3 separate regions of the Danio rerio genome follow, and regions 1 and 3 are each linked to region 2. A link is a contact called in public HiChIP or PLAC-seq data. All regions are on one chromosome and are shown on one strand. Each heading gives the region's core, a stretch centred on a gene start, on an enhancer-like site or on the middle of the called end of the contact. The rest is flanking DNA. Distances are from core to core; before and after follow the strand shown.

Region 1 (3,987 bases), core at 202-2,701, 400 kb after region 2:
ATGTAAACAGAAACAACAGTCCCAACATATTTCCGATGGTATATTTTTAATTTCTATAGCTTCTGAAAATCTAAAAAGATTCACATATTAATAAAAAATGTTATGATAGCTGTTTTAACATTAAGTTATGAATATGATTGAATAGCCTCTTGTTACAGTTATGAAATAGTTTGTCAACAAGGAGGAAATGTTCATGAGCCAATGACAAAACCACATTGAAATGGTTTATATGGGCAATTATTCAACTACTACTGTACAATAATTATACACATGTCAATGAAATAAATTAGTCCCTTAGGACCAAATGCTGAATTGTCCACCTGTCAAACTAAAACATTTTACATTAATTTGGTTAAGAGCTTATTAGAAAATAAATGAACTGAATGTGTATATTAAATAGAGCATGGACTCATTAATTGTGAACACGTTTTAAATGTGTGATAAGAACTTTTTAAATATTTGATTAAAAATTTGTGTGGTGATGGAAATGACAGGGTGTTGTGGAAATGCCAGTCAAAATGGTCCGCACATGCGCAGAACGATCCTTCTGATCGATTTTTTTTTCGTCTTTTCGGCAGTAAGTAGTTTGAGTGGCGCCCAATTTCAAAAAGGTCTACTAGCTTGACAGCTAATTTATGTAGTCGCAAACTCTATGTTATCATAATCCATCTTGCCTTAAAAGTGATACTAACATGCATGATTGCAGTCGCTATAACTTGCCTAAAGGTAAATTGCAGTGTCGAACATCATAACGTTAACCTAATCGGAGCTAATCACAATATCGGGAAACGTCACGTTGTTCACACGGGTGTATGGATACGAGTGTAATAGTGTTAAATTGACAAGAGTGTGATAATGTTGAATTGATATGCGTGTAATGGTGTTGAATTGACTTACGAAGCTTTTTCCACATCGCGTGATGACATGCGATAAAGCCCTTCCGAATTGCGGAACAAACCTTCCGGTAATCCTTAGACCAGAATCCCCGCTGCTTCTTGAGAAAATCCCAGAGGTGATCTCGAGCAAACATCGCAGCTTCTCGCCCTCCGTGTCCGTCAAATACGGCAAAAAAGGCGACCGATCTCCTGCTGTCCGCCGCCGCCGGTTGAGTCCCAGGCTCATCCGTACCGTCAGCCTCCTCGGTCGACAGCGGGTTTCTCCACGCTATCAGAACCGGTAAAGGATTGTTTGAGCAGTCCGGCGGTTCGCTATCAGAGACCGGCTCTTGGTCCGGCTTTGGATCAGCGTGTCCCGCCGCCTGCAACTCATCTTCGGTGGGTTCCAGCTCCACGATCACCTCCGTTAAATCCTCCATGTATTTCCTTCCTCCTTGTTCGGAGAAGACGCTCACTCGCAGCGATAGGTCGCAATTCATATCCATTCGGACCTTCCTTTAGTGCAAATCAACCTAAACTCTGCAAACGCGTTATTTAAACTGTTTTGGTTAACCTTAAAAACATTTATTTATCTGAGATCGTCTTTTGTTTATTTCCTAAGCTCCCAGTCCTTCCTTCCTTCGCAGACACACAGTGATGGATTCAGAAAGGTCACTAGCGCCATCTCTTGGGCAGGAGGTTCGTGTGCGACAGCCCGGAAGAACTCTCGGGAACTTGTCGATATCTTGCTTAATGTCCAATCCCACATGAAAAATACAACGTTTTTGAACCATACTGTAGTAAAGTCTACTGTAGTCTATGTATAATATTTACAAAACTTTATTAATGAATGCTAGCATACTGTACACTCACCGGTCACTTTACTAAGTACCCCTTAACGTTACTAGTATGGGGTTGGACCACTTCTGACTTCAAAACTGCTTTATCCTTCATGGTATAGATTTAACAAGGTACTGGAAATATTCCTCAGAGATTTTGGTCCATATTGACCATAGATATATACACTAGATGTCGCATACGTCAATAGAGCCGCCATTTTTGAACAGAGCTCCCAGGACAAATGTCATTCAACCGCACTAGTCAAGACAGTGCCAATGTGAAGATTCTGGACTTTAGCGCTGTCTACGGGTGTAGTAACGAGCAAACAAAGAAAACATAGCACACAGGCAGAATATTTCATAGGTAGGATTTAGTTTTTTATGTTTTTGTATGTTATGAACTTTTGTGCTAAACGGGTAACGTTATTGATGATGATAATACAGTCACTTACTGCATTCACCATAAGGCAAAGTAGCACAAACTTGCACTAAATACTAGGCTTTCATTTCAGCTAAGCAATACCCTGTACTAAAATGGCGGCTCTATTGACACATTCCTTTCAGTAGACAACAACAGGGTAGGCAACATCTCATGTCTATGCATATTGACATAATAGCATCGTGTAGTTGCTGCAGATTTGTCGGCTGCATATCCTTGATGTGAATCTCCCGATGATGCTACCACATCCCAAAGGTGCTCTATTGGATTGAACCCTGCTGACTGTGGAGGCCATTTGAGTACAGTGAACTCATTGTTATGTTCAAGAAATCAGTCTGAGATGATTCATGCTTTATGACATGGCGTGTTATCCTGCTGGAAGTAGCCATCAGAAGATGGGTACACTGTGGTCATAAAGGGATGGACATAGACAGCAACAGGTAGGCTGTGACACTGACGTTTGGCCCAAAGTGTGCTAAGAAAATATACCCCACACCATTACACCACCAGCCTGAACCATTGATACAAGGCAGGATGGATCCTTGTTTTTATGATGTTGACACCAAATTCTGACCCTGCCATCCGAATGTCACAATAGAAATTGAGACTCGTCAGACCAGGCAATGTTTTTCCAATCTTCTATTGTACAATTTTGGTGAGCCTGTGTAAGTTGTAGTCTCAGTTTTCTATTCTTAGCTGACAAGTGTGGCACCCGGTGTGGTCTTCTGCTGCTGTAGCCCATCTGCCCCAAGGTTGGACGTGTTGTGGGTTCATAGAAGCTCTTCTGCATACCTCAGTTGTAATGAGTAGTTATTTAAGTTACTGTTGCCGTTCTCTCAGCTCGAACCAGTCTGGCCAATCTCCTCTGACTACTAGCATCAACAAGGCATTTTCTCCCACAGAACTGCCGCTCACTGGGTATTTTCTCTTTTTCTGACTATTCTCTGGAAACCCTGGAGATTGTTGTGCAGTTTCTGAAATACTCAGACCAGCCGTCTAGCACCAACAACCATGCCATGTTCAAAAGTCACTTAAATCACCTTTCTCCCCCATTCTAATGCTCGATTTGAACTGCAGCAAATCATCTCGACCATGTCTACATGTCTAAATGCATTGAGTTGCTGTCATGTGATTAACTGATCAGAAATTTGTTTTAACGAGCAGTTGGACAGGTATACCTAATAAAGTGACCAATGAGTGTATATTAACTATAGTGAACTGAAAGTAATTATACCTTTGTATACTTTAGTCTTGTAGCATTGGTTAACAGCAAGAAGCTTGCTAGTTCGAGCCTCAGCTGGTTCAGTTGGCATTTCTGTGTGGAGTTTGCATGTTCACCCAGTGGGTTTCCTCCAGGTGCTCCGGTTTCCCCCACAGTCAAAAGACATGCGGAATTGGTGATGTGAATAAACTAAATTGACTCTTTTGTATTTGTGTGAATGTGAGAGTGTATGGGTTTTTCCCACGATTGGGTTGCAGCTGGGAGGGCATCCGCTGAGTGAAACATATGCTAGAATCGTTGGTGGTTTATTCCGTTGTGGCGACCCCTAATTAAAAATTGATCTTTTTTTTACAGTATAAAAACAACACTCTTAATTAACACTGTAAAACTGCTAGGTTCCACACAATAAATTTGTGTTAGGACAACATCAAGGAATTAAGTTAACTTATTAATTTTACTAATTATTTTAATTGAACATAAAGCAATTAAGTTGTCCCCAAAAAACTCAAGAATTATGTTGTTTCAGCTTATTGTAAATAGGCAGTTTGAACAAAAAGCAAATGCCATTTTTTCAGTAAACCTCAGTTTCTGTTTTATACAAATAAACATTAA
Region 2 (3,898 bases), core at 80-2,579:
CCATAAATAAATAAATAGCCAATGTTTTGCTTGTTTGGCAAAGGGCAAAACATGGCTATTTATTGTTTATATAAACATTTACCGACTATATTTACAAAGTTAAAAGAATTTTTTACATCTTTATAATTCATGTAGACTTGTTATTTAGACATGCTTGTCGATAAAATATCGAAATAAATTTATAAATTAATAAAATGTAGCCTACCAGCTAATAGTTGTTGTTTATTTTCACTTAAACACGTTCCCATCGTTTACAGAAAGATTTTGGTTACATTGGTTCAGAAACATTAGTCTATTTATATATTAGTGTTTTTATTTAATAGCCTAATAGATCGCATATAAATTTTATTTGAATACTGTCATGAATATATGCTATGTGGAACAATTCTTAGTCTACTCTCTTAAGAGGCTTCGATGCTATGTCAGCATCCAGTACATCTGAATTTTAACCGAGCAATATTTTATAATGTAAAGTATATTTTACGATAAAATAGACCCAACTCTTCGCAGAGTAATATAATAACATCACCCTATGCAGCATTCAATAGGTTAAATAATGTAAAGACCTTACCTTCCTGATTTAGTGATGACCATTTCTGTTCCAATTTTGTGGAATTGATCCCAAAGCTCCTTAGCTTCTAATGTAACTTTAGGATCGTCCTCAACATCCTCCTCTGGCTCGAGACCCTTGAAAGAGCGCAGATGAGCCGCCTGGTGGTGATGTCCAAGCGCCGCGTGTAAACCAGCTTCAGCCGCACCGGAGAGCGCATGATCCGCCAGCGGTTTACTGAGACCCGGTGGTAAAGTGAGCGCTGGAAAGAACGAAGGTTGAGCCGCCGCAAGGAAAGCTGACATGGGAAAGTCGGCCGGCCTGTGCGCGTGAAAAGGGTGATAAGCCATAGCGTTCGCTGTGAAAACTGGATCTCTCATCGGTGCATCCAAAAAGCCAGATGAATGTATAATATTCTAAAAAAAGAATTGCGCCTGTAAAAACAACTCGTAAGTCCGACTGACTGTCGCTCTCTTGCCACTGAAAGCCAGTGTTGATTTCACAGTAGTTGAAGAGGACTGGTAGGAAATGTCACTACCATTTGAGTATGTCCAGTTGCAGCACAGTGATAATATCCTTCAAAAGAGCAATATTGACACTTCGGTTCAGATTTACAGTTTTCCTGCTGCAATAGTCTCAAGATTTAAAGCAGCCCCAAAATCAAGGATGCGTAAGTCACGAGCACTGTTGAAGAATTGGAGGTTCTTCCCTGACCACTGTGTAACTGTGTCTGTCTTACATGCCCCTTCTCACTGGATCTCCGCACTAATGAACCAGACCGTCTTGATTGCCGATTTTACGCATTCTGGACCAATTGTAGAGCTTCATAGGCGTGGTTTTGACAGCTCCAGCCAAGATCGTGGAAGGGGGGTTGACTGGAAGGTGTCGGAAGCATTTGCAGTAAGAAAACATGTCAACAGAATAAAATATTAACCAATGACAGAGTAAGGATCTGGAAACCCCACCCCCGCATAACCTAACTGAAGAACGGTCATCTGGCTGTAGGCAGCCGTGTAAGAGAGTGCTTCTCCCGGCTTGTGTTTCACCAGTATAAGAACCGTGTGCTTTCTGTAAGCTCCAATGCTAAACTTTTAGAAAATGCATTTAAAGTTGTATGTGACTAACATACAAAAAATATTTAATGTCGATTTAGTGTCGCTGTTTTAAACATTTTGGAAATATATAGCAGCAACCCACATTTCACGGATAACAAAATAATTCTAGACAACAAATGCAGTTATTTGTGTTTACGAAGACCTTAAACCGACCGAATGTAATATTTTACAGTACTATATTCGCCTATTTTTTACCCTAGCGATCTTCCGTACATTGGTTTCAGGATGTGGGATACTCGTAAAAGCAGGGCGCATTTAAAAGCGAAAATAAAGAATTTAGAGGGAATAACGAGCTGTCACATAGCCTTTTTTCCAATATACGCCTGCAACAAACTATCGATGAATCGATCCTTGATAGAGACATTGTGTATTTTATTGTAGCAAATAATTGTATATTCATCTTTTTTCATTTTACAGAGCTATTCACTGTTTGTAAAATCGGCCGACAGGGTACAGCAGAGTAACAATCTCAGCTTTAAAGCTCCACAAACAGTCGTGTACCTTTAAGAGGCTCGTCAACAGATTCTTGATTAAGTGGGACTCCGTTTGTTAAAGAGCGCTTGGCGCCAGTCTGCTGGAGTCCCACAATAAGAACCTACCCCTGTCAATTCATATTTACCCCCAAATTCTCAAACAGCGTTCACCGATCCACTCAATGTTCTCCATTGCTTAGTCTACATGTTGAAAAAAATCCAACGAAAGTTTTTTTTTCTTCTTCTGCCAATCTATTTCCGCTTTCAACAATTAATCACCCTAGTGAAAGCCAACATATGGAAGATTTGTCTGGTGTTTTGAATAGATGTCTGATCAGTTAGGCTACTTTGATAAAAAAGGACGCAAAACAGTTAGGATTGGTATTAATTCCACACGTTTTTCTCAGATTTGGAATCTTGCACAATGTCAACAGGAAATACACGTTGTTTCTTTCAGTGAACTCATTTCATTCTCTGAAATGCTTACGGTGGACTTCAGAAATGACTTACTGAAGAACCCAAAACAACAGAACTTTCCTGAGAGAGAGAGGGGGACATAGGTTGCTTCCGACTTAATGCCGTCAAATCTCAAGCCGCTCTGCGAGTTGAAGTTATAAGAGAGGATCTTGAGTTACGGGTCCAGGATTTTCATTCACGGATATGCGAAGACAACAGGAAGAGGACATCAGAATATTTTTATGGATCATCCTGTTTCGATATTTCAACTTTGGTAAGATCTATGATATAGCATATAATGTGGACAAGCTTCATATTTCCGGTATAAATGAACGCAGGTGTATTTAGAAATTTTAATGTATTTACTTTAACATAGTATGCATCTATTCAAGGCATTGTTTCTAGCCATTAATTCCACATTGCGAAATAATTTATGTACTGCTTTGTTCTGCAATATCCTTGTAGGCTAAGTTAAACATAATTCGAATTATTTAAAATATTGTTTCTTAGCTGCTGTTTTTTTTTTTTTTTTGTACAAGGATCCATTGTAACTTGTTTTAACATTAGAATTTTGAAAGTGTGTCTATTGACATTTGCACTGAATTGAAATAAACACACATGAATTAATTTCATTTTCGTCTGCCTGTTGGTATGTATGTAAAGAGTTTGAGGATAGAAACAAATAAATTACACAACAGACAAATGTGAGAAATAACATCAACTTCACATTTTTATTCTAAAATATGTAAAAAAAAAAAAGGTTGCACGGATTAACCCCACATGAAGCAAGTTAATGATTTTACCATGTATATACTCAAGTTAATTATGTAAACAAAGATCCATGTAGTAGTCCAACTGATTTATTTGTTTAAGTAAATTTATGCTGAGACCCCTTATGAACAATGTCAATGTCAATGCAGGTGTTTTTAGGGAGCGCTTTCATTTAAACACTTGCTAATAATCTTTTTATCCTGATCACAACGCATACTATTTTAGATAACCCATCGAAAAGTCTTTTGAATCACCGTTATGTTAGATAACTGAGGTCAAACAAAGTTTTCAAATAAAAATACAAACTATAATGTTATTTATTTTAATGAATTTTTCTGAATAATGGTATTGCATTTGTTGATTTATTTTTTAATGGAAGAAATTTGTTTCATATTGTTTTGCAAACCTAAGCAATCACCTCTGCACAGCATCACACTCAAAATCCTCCAGCGCTGTATTTATCCTATGGATCAAGGTCTTGGCGCCAGACCGTTTAAGACCTGTCAAAGTTCTTCATATTTCTCTGGTCCACA
Region 3 (4,107 bases), core at 1,172-3,671, 320 kb after region 2:
GGGATATGTCAAAACAGTTTTCTTCCTGGTTTCATTAAAGAGACACAATGTGTGCAAAATTGCCGCTACAGAGTGTTTACATTTGCTGTGGAGAATCATTTCAGAATGCGGGATAGTGAAAGTGTCACAGGTGAATGACGTCAAACTCCGGGGGGGGGGTTTCTTTCATGTTTGGCGCATATTCATTTTCGTTCAGTCTGACTTTATGACAGCTGAGATCTTACAGTGTGACATGGCAGCCATGTTTATGCAGTCTGACATGCTACAATCGTTCAGGATTATAAACAAATTGCAGTATGATCCAGTTAAGTCTAAGTCTATAGTCCAAGTCTATGATCTCTTATTTGTTGTTCCTGTTTTCTAATCTATTCAGTTTAGGTGACTGGCTGGGCCATTCTATCAGCTTTATTTTCTTTTTTCTGAAACAAGTTGAGAGTTCCCTTGTGTTTCCTTTTGTCTTCCGTGTTTGGGGTCATTGTTTTGCTAAAATATTCACGCTCGTTTAATTTTCATCATCCTGGTAACGTAGATGTTGGGACTAAAGCAGCTAATATTCATTTGAACTGAGGAAATGTAGGGTTGCTTTCTAGACATTTCAGCTGCTGACTATACTTTCCATGCCTTTTCACACCTCAATTTCTTTATGTGTTCAATACTTTTTCGCTGAGTCATTTAATTTATATATCTTTTGTAAACTAATTAGTTTTATCTTTGTATGTGCAAATACAAATATACTTTGCATTTGTTTGTATTGCAATAAACAATTAGCTTATTTGCTTGCATTTACTACAATAGCATGTAGCTTAATCTCATTCAAATATATAGATTTGTAGTTCCAGCCACATGTTTGCGATGCTGTTTGTGAATGTTCATTTGGATGATGGATTTGAGCAACACCAAATTGCAGAATTATATTCATGATGCAATTTTAAGTTGTCTAACTATAGTTTTGGGAAACACACCACAGGAGGCTTAATTTACCTTTTCTTTCAAACAATCAAACAGAAAAGTCACCAAATGCCTTTAAAACAACATTTTTTATGGCGTCCTAAATAGGAGAAGATCAAAGTGTCTCACTGAAGCTTAACAAATGTACAAACAGAGTTATGGAGTGAAGGTCAGACAAGCATCTGTAATCTGCTTTAATGGTTCCTGGAGAGGTATTTTGAAAAAAAAAAAAAAAAAAAAAAAAGCTAAAGCGAGGAGGAAGTAGCCAGAGAGAAGAGTGAACAATCTCGGGGACATCCCTTACTAAGACTAACAGCTGTTTAAACATTTCCCAGATAAAGAAATTGGCTCGATTTATACAAAGCCGGACTTCAAAAGGCAGGAGTGAGCTGCTTATATTTACATAACTCACGGCTTGAAAGTCTCCTCACTCCAAAGACATGGAGCCCATTAATGCTGAGCAATAAAACTCCAACCCTTGTCCCGTTCCTTCCATTTTCATCCAATTTGAGCTTGCTCTCCTCCGCTCGGCCACAACTGACCCGCTGTCAGATATCTGACAGCTCAAGTTTACATTTGTAAAATGTGATCATTGTAAAACCATATGCTTCCTAAAACCCCTGCGTTTATCCAACTTATCCCAGGAAATCGCCTCTCTCTCTCTCTCTCTCTCTCTCTCTCTCTCTCTCTCTCTCTCTTTTTTTTTTCTGTGTGTGTGTCTAAGCACTGTGTTAGACATTGGGAAAGTGACCTTCTTGTTAAAGATTCGGGGAGAGATTATAATTAATAGCTTGTACATTTTATTAAAGCAGTGTAATTTGGCTGTAACAAATAAGACCTGTGAGGATTATGTGTTAATGTCTATGTTGATTGTGGATAAAGGGATATTAGCAGCAGTTCTGGTACATCTAGTGCCCAAGGTGAGATAAGACAAGACCGAAAACATGTAGTGGTTTGTAAGTGCGATACAAGTGGGATGGATTAGTGGTATTGTTTTTTGTTTAGCCATGAAATGGGACACCCGGGTTCAAATCCTGACTAAACACATTTCTTATTCCACGGAAAAAAAGGTCATGTAGATTTGGAGACTTTGGAGTTTAGTCATGTGAATGGATGATTTCAGTCACAGTATTTTAGAAAAACACTTTTTTTTGTCAACAATAGTCTACTGTTAGACTACTGTAATATCATCAATATAATTTAATAAATGTGATAATAAATAATATTACAAATAAATGAAATCATTTAAATACAATGATGATAATTACACAATAAATTTTAATAATTATTATATTAGTTTAATGTTGCTGTTTTCCCTCCTAATTGAACTATTTTGACTCGAATTTGTAAAAACGAAGTTTCTCCACACATATTGTGAACTCATTTATGCGTGAAGCATAAGATCATAGCGTGAGCTCATAGAGGGGAAGTAATGCAGTTGAGAGCCCTGTGGTGTGTTTCTGGCTGGATGAAGCTTCAGCACCCCTCATTGGTCACTTTAGGTAACATCCTATTATCGCTTTGCTTTTCTCCTTCTGGAAGTTCATCCATGTGTTTGTGTTCAATGGCATGTTAAAATCCCAACAAATAATTCAGCTCAAGCTTTAGATTACATGCAATCAAAGCAAACTTAGCAGGAATCGTGCAGAATGAGTTATTTGTATATGATTTATTCAGCGGTTTATAAACAATAAAATTGGTTTTAGAAATATTTTAATTAATGTAAATAAATAATAAAGCAAACATTTTCTTTAAAATTAGTTTAATTTAAATAATTATTTAACAGTTTTCACTTAAATAGCAACATACCAGTTTTAAAAAGGTTTTCTTTGTGTGTTGTCCTTTGCTTTAATTGTTGCAAAAATATTTTGGCAGAATAAATATTCCAACCATAACTCAGTGTGTACACAGTTTTTGATTTCAAAAGTGTGTCAAATCTTTAAAACAGTATCCGCAAACTTTCCTCAGTAAGATATATTTTGTAAGGTAATGCCTAAATATAAAAAAGTTAAATGATAAAGTAAAGGTCAAATGATTTCAGTGTAACATTAAAATTCTTTTTGTATTTCAATAATACAATTTTACAAAATTAGAAGAACAGTTCCTGGGTTAAATTAATTAATTTAATTTAACTTAATTAATTAATTTCCATTCCAGGAGTTTTTAATAGTTATTAAACTTAATGTTCCTGGAATTTAATAATAACGCGTACATATTACTACTTGATTAAACTAGTTCACATGAACAATTCTACAGCATTAATTAATTGTAGTGTAAATCTCAACGTTTATTAATTATTTTTTATTTTTTTAATTTGTTAATATTATTGCTCTGTGAAATAATTTGAACACTTAGTCAATTTGTATGTTTTAAAAATTATATACTTGTTGCTTTTTAATACTGTCTATTATTATTAATCTTGACAAATTAGACCATACTCAAGTATAAACATTTAGTAACACTTTATTATGATAGTCCTTTTGAGTATTAGTTGACTGTCTGCTTAATATCTGTTGATACTGCTCCTTTAACAGACATTTAACTGACTACAAGAAACTTTGCAAGTACATGTCAATGTACACAAACCCTAACCCCAACCTAACAGTTTACGTATAATCTAATAATAATTAGTTGGCATGTAGATGCAATGTAACTTAACTCAAGAATAGGTCCATCAAAATAAAATCTGACCCTATGTATTTGATTATATAATATTCATTAGTTAATGTTAATTAATGCATTTACTAACATGAACAAACAATGAACAATACATTTACTACTGTATTTGTTCGTGTTAGTTAACGTTAGGTAATGAAAATACAGTAGTTCATTGTTAGTTCATGTAACTCATGGTGCATTAACTAACAAGCATGGACTTGGATGTTAATAATGCAATAGTAAATGTTCAATTATGATTAATAAATGCTGTACAAGTGTTTTTCATGATTAGTTCATGTTAGTTAATACATTAACTAATGAACCTTATTGTGAAGTGTTACCAATTATATTGTGTTCGGTATTTGATTATGCGCATCCAAATTATTTAAAGACATAAGGGAATCAACAAAAATAAACTATGTATATTGTACTATATGTATGTATAGTATATAGCTATGTATAGTTAAGGTTAATGCATTTGGATCAATTCAGCAATATTAA

What was found. HiChIP or PLAC-seq counts read pairs in DNA pulled down with a chosen protein or histone mark.
Region 1: a contact with region 2 is called in an H3K4me3 HiChIP or PLAC-seq map of gastrula embryo, with 6 times the contacts expected there. The contact joins the promoter of ppm1db here to the promoter of tbx2a in region 2. A contact is called at or near these places in 6 of 18 Hi-C or Micro-C datasets (caudal fin, embryo, fibroblasts and 2 more) and 3 of 4 datasets of contacts at active chromatin or transcription factors (caudal fin, embryo and gastrula embryo).
Region 3: a contact with region 2 is called in an H3K4me3 HiChIP or PLAC-seq map of embryo, with 6 times the contacts expected there. The contact joins the enhancer-like site here to the promoter of tbx2a in region 2. A contact is called at or near these places in 6 of 18 Hi-C or Micro-C datasets (caudal fin, embryo, fibroblasts and 2 more) and 2 of 4 datasets of contacts at active chromatin or transcription factors (caudal fin and embryo).

What each region holds. Positions count from the first base shown.
Region 1 is chr5:62,249,323-62,253,309 of GRCz12tu, forward strand. It overlaps ppm1db (protein phosphatase, Mg2+/Mn2+ dependent, 1Db), which reads right to left and starts at 1,452. Exons shown (of 6, transcript NM_001007340.1): 1 at 898-1,452. The coding sequence starts at 1,381. All of the region lies in intron 6 of si:ch211-127d4.3, which reads right to left.
Region 2 is chr5:61,844,509-61,848,406 of GRCz12tu, forward strand. It overlaps tbx2a (T-box transcription factor 2a), which reads right to left and starts at 1,330. Exons shown (of 7, transcript NM_001102384.1): 1 at 572-1,330. The coding sequence starts at 930. It overlaps LOC141385627 (a long non-coding RNA gene), which reads left to right. Exons shown (of 3, transcript XR_012406395.1): 3 at 2,596-3,225.
Region 3 is chr5:62,167,625-62,171,731 of GRCz12tu, forward strand. No RefSeq gene overlaps it. Among named protein-coding and RNA genes, the nearest start is that of ppm1db, 81 kb to the right of the region's middle. Within about 2 kb of position 2,422, at least 20 of the 62 cell types and tissues checked have an H3K27ac peak or open chromatin away from gene starts, as enhancers often do.